Regions from separate parts of the Macaca mulatta genome. Here region 2 is linked to region 1. Evidence: chromatin contacts called from public Hi-C data. All regions are on one chromosome and are shown on one strand. The core of a region is the stretch at or near the end of the contact, and the rest is flanking DNA. Distances in the headings are between cores, read along the strand shown.

Region 1 (6,438 bases), core at 965-3,464:
TGTGTTTTGCACATAATATGTCTTGGCTATGTTTCCATAATAGTATTTATCGAAAACCCCCTTTTAGGTCAAGAGATTGAGACCATCCTGGTCAACATGGTGAAACTCCATTCCTACTAAAAATACAAAAAAATTAGCTGGGCGTGATGGTGGGCGCCTGTAGTTCCAGCTGCTCGGGAGGCTGAGGCAGGAGAATTGCTTGAACCCGGGAGACAGAGGTTGCAGTGAGCCAAGATTGTGCCACTGCACTCCAACCCGGCAACAGAGCAAGACTCTGTCTCAAAAAAAACAAAAACAGGAAAAAAAAAAAAAAAAAAAACCCTTTTAAACTGCCACCTTCTTTTTTATAGGTGTACCATAGTTCATTTTATTAGTCCCCTATTTAGGCTACCTACATGGCTTTGGTTTTTGCTGTTATAAACAGTGCTGTATTGAACATGCTTTTGCATGCCAGTACTTATCTTTGAGTAATTCCTTGGGCTAGAGAAGTGGGTCTGCTTCTTGGTCTTGGTCCTTTACTCCTTGGCCGCACAGCTTTGTAAAGGATGCACAGGAACAGTATAACAAGCTGCGGATGATGCATTCTAACATGGAGACCCTCTATAAGGAGCTGGGCGATTACTTCCTCTTTGACCCCAAGAAGTTATCTGTTGAAGAATTTTTCATGGATCTTCACAATTTTCGGAATATGTTTTTGGTGAGCAAGGGATTCTTGCTGACTGAATCTTTTGTGGGCATTTCTCACTTTCCCTGGGTTCCTGTTGGCTGGTAGTAGGTGTACAATGCCCATGTGTTCCTTCCTCCCCTTCCTTGCCCCAGCAAGCAGTCAAGGAGAACCAGAAGCGGCGGGAGACAGAAGAAAAGATGAGGCGAGCAAAACTAGCCAAGGAGAAGGCAGAGAAGGAGCGGCTAGAGAAGCAGCAGAAGAGAGAGCAACTCATAGACATGAATGCAGGTGAGGCGTGAAGATGGGTTGATGGGTTGAGATAGGAATGTTTGGAAGACTTCTCTGCCTAAGAGTCTAGAGGCAGTCTTATGTCTGAGCTCACCTCCTGGCAAATGATTTTTGGCAGTCTTCTACCTCCGAGATCCCGATGCCGGACTTTAACCCCAGTTCAGATAATGCACATTCCAACTTGCCCTGGTAAAACTTTTACCTTTTCTGTCCTTTGCTGGCTCTTGTGTTCTCTCTCATTCCCCCGTGATTGTGGTATTGCTGTGATATATACTGTTTTCCTTCTGTCCGTCCAAAGGTTCTTCTGGCCTGTTCTCATTCCCTCCACTAAATCTTTTGGGTTTTTTTTCTTTAAAATATTTTCCTGACGCTCCTCCCATCTTTTAACTGTGGTGTGTCTTCCCTTTCTGCCTATTTCACAAAGTACTGTGTCCCTAGTACCTTAGCCCAGTTGTATACACAATTAGACTGTAAATGGATTGAACTTTTGGAGGGGGTGGGGAGTCGGTCACCCTCTTCTTTTTTCAGCAGAATCTCTATTTCACTACCAGAAGCATGTCTTTGTTGAAACATATGGTTTCAATTACTGGCCCTCTGTTTCCTGTCTCTGCTTCTTTCCTGCTGCAGATTCCCTACCCCTTCGCCCCCACTGCTCTCTCTGTGGGCAGCGGAAATACAGCATACGCTGCTCACACAGCACTGAGCTGATACCACCCTCCTCCGAACCTGAGGGGCCACGAGCCTTCTGCAAATGAAGAGGTGTTCACAGAGCTGCTGAGTTTGTTAGGAATCAGTATTTTACAGACCACGGACACAAGGGCTGCTCTGATACCTCTTGCTACCAGGGACTTTTCTTTATGCTTTTCTGGAAAGCAATTTCCTTGCCCTTAGTTGTAAGCCACAACTTTGTAATGCTATTAAAGCCCACACCAAGTATCCTTCACCTTCCCCTGGGACTCCAGGGTTTGCCCCCAGGTACTGGCTAGGATGCAGTGGGGGAAGGTGGAGTCCCGCTGACATGTGGGATGAGGGCTGCACCGGGTCAACAGGCGGCGTAATGGACCTTGCCCAGTTTCCAGTACCTGGGTCAATGAGGGTGGAATGTAGGTCAGCTGCAGTGGTGATGCTCAGCCAGCAGGTGGTGCTGGGAGCAGTGAGCCCCAGCCTTGGAACTGGCAGCCTATGGGCATTTTGGGATTTCACAGTTTCAGATTTCACTATCCTAAGCTGTTGCCATGGAAACCGAGCCGGCTAGAACAAAGATTTTACATTAACTCTTTGTGTTCCAGCCAGGCTGCTCCTCTTAGATGCAGAGGACTTAGACATCAGGAAGACTTAGCCACTGGAGGCAGTACTTCAGGGAAGTGTACTCTTTGATCAGTGGTCTTTCCTCAGCCCTGCTCTGAGACCTAACCAGGCGAAACACTTTAGGATAAAGAGGGAGTGATATAGTTGCTGACTAATTTCACAGTCATAGTCTTTACTTATCCTGGTCTTGGAGTTGGGCAGTTCTATAATTTTGTTGCTAGTCCTGATTGGGGTGGGGAGGATGGCATTGCGGGAAGATATCCCAAGGTTTGCATTGGATACTAGGCAATGAGATCTTTTGTTTTAACCATTTGTAAGCAGATACAAGTAAACATGAACTTGTGAGACTTAAGGCTGAGCTCTCTTTGTCTCTTCTTAGCTGCCAGCTGCTGTGAGAGAGCAATAGCCATGCATTTTGTGTGGGGCTTGGTATTTGCCATGCTGCTCTGGCCGAAGAGTTCACATCTCCATCTTGTTCTTTATAACAGAGGGTGATGAGACAGGTGTGATGGACAGTCTTCTAGAAGCCCTGCAGTCAGGTGCAGCATTCCGACGGAAGAGAGGGCCCCGTCAAGGTAAGTAAGCACATGGAGCTCATCCTGGGTGTCGAAGTGGGTGAGGGCTCTCTACTCCTGCCAGTCTGAGGCTGAAGAGCAAATAATGATGTTCTAAGCATCTTTTTAATCCCTGCATCCAGAACGGATTATCTAGTCCTCTTCTTCCCATGTTACAGAGTAGCGACTTAGAAAACAAGTTTAAAGGGCTGACAGTAAATCAGTTACATTGGATTATGCCACATTTCTCCCCACTCTTGAAGCCGATATTTGGAACAAAAGAACTGAGCTGCAGGACACAGGGATTTGAGTGGGCATTTGTGTGTATGAACAAAAGTTGATCTAAATACAAAATGTATATTAGGTATAGATTGAAATTCAAATTAAAAATAAGTCAGAGTCCGTACTCTGGACTTCACAAGCAGAAGGCATACATAGAGAGAACTAATAATAGAAAGTATACAATTTTGTAGAGAGGTTTAGGCATCATTATTCCCAGACAGAAAAATATAGAGGAGCATCTCTATTGAAGGATTATGCCGTGACTGAAAACTACCTTTTCCTTGAGTGCAGTTAGCCTCTGTTGCCCTTGCCTTTCCCCCATCACTGCCCTGCAATCTCCTTTCACATCTTTTGGAAGATCTAAGTGGATTACATTGAGCTAGAGATTCTAAAAAGAGCTAGGACAAATGATCTAGGTATTAGTATGGGAAAAGATTAATGAGTAAGTTCCCCCTGAGGGAATCTTAAAGTGGCCAGGAGACTAATTCAAAAGAAGGTATAGCCAAGGCTGCCCCTCATGTGGAATTGACCTGCACCATTGTGTCTAGTGAAGGTCTTTTGAGGCTAGGAGTGGTAGCTTCTTTTCTAATTTGAAGAGTGGGAATTACAAAAAAGGCATCATTTAAAGGTTTCTACTTCAGAGGGACTTAAATCTATATTCCCTATTTCTTGGCTGTTGCATTGTGTAGGACCATTTGATAGTGAGTTTTACTTTGAGATTATTGTAAATAGAAGGAGTTACACAGCTTGCTTTGGCCAGTGCTCAGCTATTAGTGGTATCTGTAGGGCCTCTAGTACCTGCCACAGCCTGGAAAGGGGGACCTTAGAGCATGCTAGCCTATATAAACTCAGTATCCTGGCCCAACTGTTTCCATCACTGTGAGTTTCATCTGTAATGGCTGACTGCCCATTTCTACTTATACTCTGAATAACCAGAGTGATACTCCCTTCTGAGGGCTCTCTTGTATGACTTCAGAATGTTCCCCAAACTGAAAGCTCCCGAGTCAAAGTTCTTATCCATTTTCTGGCATTCTCTGAGTACAGGCTTTCTAAAGGGGAGGAGAAGTGGATATGAAGAGCTGAGTACTCTCTGGGCTAGTGTTTAGTCTTACAGATAGGTGTTTGCAAGGAGAGTACAGCTAGAGGTACCCTTACTCCTGTATTTCATCTTATAGGTTCTTACAACATTATTTCCTACTGACCACATAAGGTGATGTGGCCTTAACATTAAGCATTTCTAGCCTTACAAAAATACATTGCATCTTACTGGGTTTTTTTTGACCCCGTCAGCTAAGTGCCTGCATCAGACTTTTGGTGGGGAATTCCCTTTTAAGGCTAATCTTCCTGTGGAACTATACTAGAATCCCAGATGCTTCCTGTACACAGGTAACCAGACATCAGTGGCTTCCCTCTGCTGGGGAAGCCCCATTCTTACTTCTTTCCAAACGGAAAATCAGAACTCACAGGTGGAGGAAGGAGGAATTTTGTTGGAACCTAACCTTCCAGCAGAGGACCTGAATTAGTCAAAGTACTCTCTCCCATGCCAGAGGGAATAGGAGGAGACTTATACTAGGAGATATTAAATTGGAAAGTAGGTAAAATGACAATTACATATATTTTAAGTGGCTCTAGCCTATAAGCTTATCTTTCTAGGCTCTGGGTTCACTAAATACACTTGAATATATCTTGGAGTTATTCCGGTAACTCTTTAGACCTTGGTGCTTTCACATCATGTAAAGTGATGTGATGTGGCCTCACATTAAACATAAACAGGAGGATAGCCATCAGAGTAGACTACAAAGAACACAGGGTAGGTAGGGATCAAAACTCCTAAAGTCATATCTAGTTGGGATGCTGTCTGTGTTATCCTAAGCAAGTCATTTAATGTTTCTGGGACACAGTTTCTCAGGTATAAAATGAGAATTGGACTAGAATGAATGGTCTCCAGAGTCCCTTCCAGCTCTAATATTTTTTTGTGCAGTGACAACAGGATTGAGAGGAGAAGAGGAGAGAGAGGCTGGACTTAGACGGCCCCATTTTCAAAATACAAAGGTTCCACTGGCTATAGGTTTCTCTGTGTGGCTACTGGATTTGGCTGTTCCACCCCTTGCCTGGCTGTCTCTGACTATTCCTCCTGGCTGATTGCTTTGAGCTAAAAAAACAGAGGCACTGTGGAGCATATCTGCCTCACAGCCCTCCTTTTTTCCAGAGAGACAGCTGTCCCTATTCAAAGACACTAGCTTTTTCCCTAGAATTTAAAGGAATGTTAAATTCTTCCGGTCTCTGGAGACCTGGGGGAGTGACCAGTATACAAAGACTCATTGAGGAGTTGGAAGAGGAGAGTTACTATCAGGGTTGGTTCATTAAAAGCAACATGTAAACTGCTGTGACCCGCAGGGTGTGGGAGAACAATGGTTTAAGTGTCAAGGGGAAGAATCCATGTGATTGTATTACAGCTGCTATTTCAGGCCCATGGTTGAGTCAGCTTGTGGTTTTAATGACTCAACTTTATCTCCTTGTCTGAATTGTGGCCTCTTGTGTACAAGTCATTTGCTCACTGGGATAAAAGCCAAGGGAAGAAAGAAATTCAACTCTTCCTTTCCTTCCCTCTACCTAATTTCCCAGCTTCCCTATAAGCTCCATCCATCTAATAGAATCATAGAATTGGAAAGACTCTAAAGACTTCCAGTGATTAGTATCTAACCTGCTCATAGGGAAAGGAATTAAAACCAGATAAGATGGCTAACATGGTGAAACTCTGTCTTGACTAAAAATACAAAAAATTTGCCGGGCGTGGTGGCAGGCGCCTATAGTCCCAGCTACTCAGGAGGCTGAGGCAGGAGAATGGCATGAACCCGGGAGGTGGAGCTTGCAGTGAGCCGATATTGCACCACTGCACTCCAGTCTGGGTGACAGAATGAGACTCCATCTCAAAAAATAAAAATAAAAAACAGATAAGGTCTTGCCTAGGTCTACATGGCTATCTAATGACAGCACTGTAGCCCGCTTTTGTGACTCCCAAGTCCAGGGCTATTTCCACTCAGCCTGCATGATTGAACAGGAGATGGCAGTGAACCCACAGTATGGGCCGGAAATATTCTTTCATACCTTCCAGCAAGGAGAGTCTTGGACATGATGACATTGCTTCAGGAAGGTGCTCTCATGACCACCTGTGTTAGTCTATTTCTTGTTATTATAAAGAAATACCTGAGACTGGGTAATTTATAAAGAAAAGGGGTTTATTTGGCTGACAGTTCTGCAGACTGTATAGAAAGCATGGCGCCAGCATCTGCTGTTGAGGCCTCAGGAAGCTTCCAATCAAGGGGGAAGAAGGTGTAT
Region 2 (7,032 bases), core at 3,019-5,518, 35 kb before region 1:
AGTAACCCATTTGATCTGGCCTCATCTTAGCATGTATACATGTCCTTTTGATCTTCCTAAAAAAACTCGTACATAACAATGAACTGAAGAGTTAGTTAACCACATCAGCTCTGTAAATGTATGGCCACTTACACTAGAGCTTATAACCATTATGATGTGGGGAAGAGAGACTTGCAAAGTTCAGCCAGGGGCCCTTCCAGACTTCACTTAAGTGTGATACTTGAACAGGAGGAGATCTTTGTACTGCTAGCAAAGGGATGCAGCTCTCTAAAAGTCTTTAAAGGAAAGGAGTGGCCTACCCTACTTTTTTTCTTGCTTCCATTTCAGTTTTTGTTCTGCAGATTAATTGCTCTAGAACTTGGTGTCCTGTAACTGTTCCATGTATTAGAACTCCTTCCCATTGCCTTTGGAGCAGTGTGGAAGAATGCTTGTTATTCAGTGTTCAGTGGGAAAAGCAGGAAACAAATTATGTACACCTTATTACAATTGTTTCATATTAAAAAGAAATGCATTAGTAAAAGATTAGAAGGGAATATACTAGAATACTGTAACAGATTTTGTTAGGGTACTACATTTAATTTTTCTATAATGTGGTTATATTTTTATAATGAAAAAGACACAGGGTTAAAAAGGAAATTTCAGTGTCTGAGATGCTTGGAGAAGATTCTAGAGCACTTTTAGATTTCTAAAAGTACTTGGACCTGAGATTTCGTCTGCCAAGCCAAGTACTAGCATTCAGTTCTATAAAGCAAGTAACAGCATCCTTTACTTCACTCTTAACAGTTTCTTTTTAAAAAAACAGATTCCAATATAAAAAAAAAAAAAAAACAACTTTTCACTTCTAAGTACCGCAAGGGACCCCAGTGATATAACAGAAGAGCACTGGTAACCCCATTTCTGCAAGATGGGATGGTACCATTCTTAACTCCTGATCCTATAATAATCCCAACTCTTGTTAGAGCCAGTGATTTCTTCTTTTAGATCTATTAATATGGGAAGATACGGCACTCTCCTGTGTGTGTGTTTGCATTTCTCTTAGCAGGAAAAACTGCAAAAATCCTTCCCAGGAATTTCCCGTTTTTCCTATTCTGCTTGCATTTTTCTTTTCGGCCACGGAGTGAGCGCAGTTGAGCTATTTTGGCTCAGGTTCCAGATGGTGAGGTCAGAGACTAGGGATTGGAGGAGAAGATCAGGTGACTTTCAGTAACAGAGATGGCGGCCCTCCCATCTCCACCCCTTCCCCCCTCCTCTTTCCCCACCCTTTCCTGGCTTCCACCTCAGGAACAAAGAAGGGAAAAAAACAGCAGTATGACGAAAACCAGCAGCTGTCTCTGCAGGCTCAGGCTGGGGGCTGGGTGTTTATTCCATCTGTTCTCTTTGTTCTGCGCTTGCCATGTTACTTCCCTTCCCAACCCTGAATAAAACAGAGGGTATTTCTAGCACCCTTTGTTATGGAGAATGGTTTAGAAATCTGCAGTTTACTCAGTATTTATTTAGATTAGCGTGGGTGAGACACAGCAGATATTAAAACTGATCTGGAGCACCTAAAAAAAAGATGAAGGTACTTTGCCTTCTCATTCAGTCTTAAATTATGAATACCTATTTAATGTCAGATTTATGACAGGGAATTATCACCTATTATTTCCAATTATCAAAACATTATTTCCATAATGCGTAATTGGTATTACCTTTGTTTTATAATTGAGAGATATAAAATAGAGAATTAACATGTCCTTTGCTTATTAAGATTCTATAGCAAGTAAACACCAAGCCAGAATTTGAGCCTAGATATATTGGACTCAGAATCCAGCACTTAGTGAAAGAGAGTGGCAAGAACGCAGACATGTTGAGAGAAACCTCAGGTGCTTGCTTCCAGTGACTGACTGTGTAAAGTCACTGATGTGCTAGTGCTTCTTGCTTTTTACCGGTGATTAGTGACCTGATTTCTTCATCAAATAAATTTCAGGGGAAAAAATGAGATGGAAAGGAACATAAAGATTAAGAGAGAATTTTAAATTTTATCAACCAGTACAGTATATGGAACTTATTTAGATCTCGATCCAACCAAATGAACTATACAAAACACTTGACATTTGAGACAACTGGAAATTAGTGTCATCATGGTTTCTTCGCATTTTTTAAAAAGTCATCATCTTTTAGAGATGCGTACAGAAATAATTGCGGATCATATTTGGGATTTAGAAGTGTGTTGAGGTATAGATGAAACAGAATTGGTCACCAGTGAATAACTGTTGAAACTGAGTGATGTATACGTGGGGATTAATTGTTCTGTTTTTGTAAGTTTAATTTTTCCCATAATAAAACATTTTTTAATCCAGGAGAAGAGTTTTATTCCTAGTATCTTATTTTAATGCCTTTTCTTCTGCCTTCTAGGCTATTGTTTCCTTGCATAAACTTGTCATATCTCTCTGCTGACATACCTGAGTCCTTGCTTGGGATAGTGCCTGTCCTTCTAGTCCCTCCACACCCACATCCCAGAAGCAGACCTCTTTTTAGCACTCCCTAATTGAGTCACCATCCTGGGTGTGCTGGGAAAGTATCTGTGGGAAACTCAATGACTATATTATTGGAAAGACCAAGTGCTTGGTGAAGTGCCCAGGTTTTTAATACTGTTTTTCTGCTACCCTTCCAGACTTAGATCTGTCCCCTTCTTTGTAATTCTCAGCATCTGGTTCTTCCTTTGGGCTTCTGTCTGGCTCTGTTCTTGTCCTTTAGGTTTGTTCATTAATGCCAGTTTGCCCTATCCCTCCTTACAGCTTGCACATCTGTGATGGTCTAGTTCTGTGGGATTTTGCAGATAGTTGTATATTTTGGCCAAGATATCAGTGATATGGTTACCTTTGGGCAGGGATAACTGCTATTCGGTTGGCATATTTTTTCCATCTATAATGTATAGCTTAGTGATTGTTTTAAAGTGCTGAATCTATCCCTTATGTGTATTACAACCATGAAGAATATAAATTAGAAGTTCTGCATCTGGGCAGCTTCTGACATTAACACCTGATGGGACCCTCTTACTCTCTCCTCTTCCCAGAATTAGAGAGTTGATGTAGTGCTTAATAGACATGGCTTATTGTATGCTAGGTGAACTTGGAAATTTTATAGCTATGTTACCCTCACGGGAAGTTATTTCCTAGAGAGATTATTAAGTGTTCTGATCTTTCACATATGCCTGAGAAATCTAGGATTCTTCCACAAAGACCCTATTTCTTCAGAGAAAAATACAGTGATGCTATATATATATTTTTTAACATCTTGTGATTTTTGTGTACCTGTGTTGTATGTGTTGCCATTATCTTTAGAGACGTTGGATAAACTGGCATATTTGTGCAGCCTCCTTTAAGTAGTGGCAACCATTAATGACTTGCACCCACAAGTTTTTCCAGATGTTTCTGTTTTTTCCACCTTTCTTACATGTTCTTTTTTGTCATAGGTACTTGGCTTACTCAAGGGAGGTGTAGCATCAGATAAAGATAATGGAGGGTGTTCCCTGTAGAATAGGTACAAATGCTGCAGGCTTTATCTTGGGCAGAGCAAGTAAGGTGTTGGTCCTGAGTAAGTGAGTGAGGTTAGGTGGAGCTGCATTATAGCTCAGCCTGTCTTCCAGCCCTGTGGATATAACTGGCTTTAGAGTCAGTCTGTGTTCTCAACAGTGTTTTTGAAAAGCCCATTTTTCTATCCCACTTACTTACTCCCACCTGCAGTTCTTAAGAACATAGTTTCCAGGATGTCAGGCAACTCCCCACTCCTCCATTTCCTGTTTGTGGTCTTCATTGAGAGATGCCTGCAACAGGAATTCCTGGGGAAGTGAAGGCTATAGCGGTGGGATTCCGGGGGTCATTAGTCCATTATTGAAGCTGGGGAATCATGTACTATAAAAGGACCTCCCTTCCGTTCTGTTGTCTCCTAGAAACTATTACTGATCATAACCAAGCAGTAACTGGGACTCAGGGCTGTTGACTTGTGCCCTTTGTCTTTAGAGACTGAAAATTATTTTCCCTTCTTGTGCCTCAGTTTCTATTCTTTGAATTTTAGAGTTCAGTATCAAGATTTGTGACAAAATTAACTTGGACTCTGTAGGACTGATTGGTTTGACATGCAAAAGTAGTGAAGAACATAAAATAGGCTCCCTGTCTTGGACGCCAGGGGGTGCCCTTTCCCTTTACTTTACTGTCTGGCACTCCCTACTGCATTCAGCCATTTTAGACAGATTGTTTTTGCTCCCAGCTAACTCCATTTTGTATTTGTGACGCAGGAAAAAAAAAAAAAAAAGAGTTAGGCAAAGGAGGAGTCTGGTTTGCAGAGGGAGGGAGACTGGCTGAGGCACAGCTACGTACTCTTTTACTCAGCAGTTGCTCATCAGGGACACACCTTGCTGCAGGCTGCCTGCATCCTGAACAATCGATGCGGCAAGTCCCTACCAGCAGAGCACAGAGCAAAATGGTTTGGCTGCTGGACACCTACTAACAGTGACAGGGTGCTAGCTTTTGAGGCAGCAGGCCAGGGCATCCCCTCTGCCTCATCTAGACTGTAAGCCTGGGTTTAGGTGTTTTTGCTACAGAGATGTTTAGGGCAGTATTCTTAATTGTAGGATCAGATAAGAAGAAAAGATAACCCCAAATAAAGAAGAGGAAAAGGAACCCCTTTTACTTAGCTGTCTGGGAAGAATCAAATGCCCCGATGACTCAAGGGAAATGATCTTGAATTTTTTCTTTTAATTTTATTTTTGAAACAATGAAAAAAATGCACACATACATACACACATATATGTAAAGAGACTAGAATGAACACCCCTGTGTCCATCACCCGTTTAAAAAACTTATCAACAGCCAGTCTTGTTTCATATACCTGTATCAACTTTGTCCTTGCCACCCATTTTTTTTACATGTATCCTTGTTCATATTATTTAATCCTTAAGTAGTTCAGAATGTGTGTCAAAAAAATTAGGACTTTTAAAAGAAGATAATTACTGCCATTATCACATCTAAAAAATTCTTTAATATCAGATAGCCTGTTAGTGTTAAATTTTGCAAATTATCTTATGATAGTTGTTTTTTTTTTAATAGTTCATTTGAATCAGAGCCAAATAAAGTCTGCACATTGCAGTTGGTTGATGTCTCTATAGGTTCTCTCTTGTGCTGTCTCCCTTTTATTTTTTATTTGGCAATTTATTTATAGACTTAATTTATTTTAAAAAGAAGATATCTGCCGGGCGCGGTGGCTCACGCCTGTAATCCCAGCGCTTTGGGAGGCCAAGGCAGGCAGATCACCTGAGGTTGGGAGTTCGAGACCAGCCTGGCCAATATGGCGAAACCTCATCTGTACTAAAAATACAAAAATTAGCTCGGCCTGGTGGCGCGCGCCTAGAATCCAGCTACTCGGGAGGCTGAGGCAGGAGAATCGCTTGAACCCGGGAGGCGGAGTTTGTGGTGAGCCAAGATTGCACCACTGCACTCCAGCCTGGGTGACAGAGTGAGACTCCATTTTAATAAATAAATAAATAAATAATAAAAAGATCTTTCAGATTGGGACTGAGAAGATGCAAAGCCACACTTCCCTTCTTGCCAGAGCAGAGCCTCTCTTTAGGATTTCCCCCAGAAGCTATTGGAGACAAAGTGAAGGAGCAATGCCCTGCCACCTTCAGAGGGAGAAAGGACTGGACTCTTAACTTTTCTCCTGACGTGATAATCAGTTACCCAAAGTCTTGACAAAAGTTTGCACACTGCCTTCAACAGAGTACATGGTCATAGAAGTGGACCTTACCTGTTCTAAGAATTAAAGGAGAGCTTTTAAGCGTTGGGACAACTGTGTTTGGCCACTGTTTAATAGCTGCATCCCTATGGTGATTCTAGAGTATTAGCTTTTTTTTCCCAAATACTTTTTTTACTTAAGTAGCAGCTTTCTCCTTGGTAAGACTCAATGAATTAAGAGCATTTCACGGACTTTTACAGAAAGAAAAAGTATAATACTGTTTTGGGGTGGGGGGGATGTGGTGAAAAGTCCTTTATGGCTTCAGGATTATAATATCGCTACTCCTCCCCTTGACCTTTTTGGAGATACTCCCTGAGACTGACTTAGATGCAAATGATCAGATGAAAGTTCTTGCTTAATATTCTTCTCCCCCTTCTGAAATGGGTCAGTGACTCTGACTTTAGCAGCCACAGCAAGCAGTCTATTCCCTTGTCCAAGGGAGGGCACAGATAATAGAAGGGAATTAGCAGGGTCTGGCTTCTTGGCAAGGCTGGCAGGACACTCATAGAGTCTGGTCTGTGGAGACTAGATTGGCCCCATGTCTAGTTTGGAAGTTCTAGTTCCCACTAGCAAAGGGTTTAGAATCTGCTGTAAAGGTCAGGATTGTAGCAGCTAGAAGTACGGAACCTGGCACAGCCACTTTTTAACCCCATAGCTAGGTGTAAGGGTCTCTCTTTTCTACTATTGTCTGTTGAGAGTCACAGCCTTTGCAGATAAAATTTTCCTCTTTTCCTTTGTGCTAAGGTGCTATCTATACCCACCTATTTTGGTCCCTTATTTCACACAATTCTGTAAATTGAAATTACTCAGCCCTTGATGTTGTTTTTAGGATGAGGGACAGCAGGAGGCCTTTGTTCTGGACTCCTCATCTTTGCTCTTGTGAAAATGGGGGCTGGAACCCAAGCATTGATAAGGTTGTATATTAGGTGCTTTAATATCTGGATGATTAATTAGTGCACCATTCCTGTAAGAAGGCTGGGAAGGCGGCAAGTGGAACCATTCTATGGGTTCTACATTTGACTGCCTGTCTTTACTACTGGTTGTCAGTGGGAGTTCTTCCCAACCCACCGTCAAAGTTGAACCAGGCCTACCTGTCTAAGGATATGAAAATACAATAGATGGTGCCCTGAGCCATATCTATCTTGCCTTTCTCACAGTTTCCTGGTTGGTGACAGTTTTTAAAATTTACACAGTTACATTATCACACTATGTTAACAAATCAAACTGTTTTAATTTGTTCATATTCCCTTGTAGTCTTTG

Evidence for each region. A called contact is a pair of places that touch in the nucleus more often than the background predicts.
Region 2: a Hi-C map of fetal cortex germinal zone shows a contact between it and region 1, with 3 times the contacts expected there. The contact joins two enhancer-like sites. A contact is called at or near these places in 4 of 14 Hi-C or Micro-C datasets (cortical neurons, fetal cortex germinal zone, fibroblasts and 1 more).

Annotation. Positions count from the first base shown.
Region 1 is chr6:150,361,742-150,368,179 of T2T-MMU8v2.0, reverse strand. DIAPH1 (diaphanous related formin 1) reads left to right here. Exons shown (of 26, transcript XM_077937193.1): 23 at 535-697; 24 at 820-955; 25 at 2,752-2,838. Among named protein-coding and RNA genes, the nearest start is that of DIAPH1, 97 kb to the left of the region's middle. Within about 2 kb of position 2,214, at least 14 of the 40 cell types and tissues checked have an H3K27ac peak or open chromatin away from gene starts, as enhancers often do. A contact at or near this core is called in fetal cortex germinal zone, where this site is marked.
Region 2 is chr6:150,398,032-150,405,063 of T2T-MMU8v2.0, reverse strand. All of the region lies in intron 16 of DIAPH1 (diaphanous related formin 1), which reads left to right. Among named protein-coding and RNA genes, the nearest start is that of DIAPH1, 61 kb to the left of the region's middle. Within about 2 kb of position 4,268, at least 28 of the 40 cell types and tissues checked have an H3K27ac peak or open chromatin away from gene starts, as enhancers often do. A contact at or near this core is called in fetal cortex germinal zone, where this site is marked.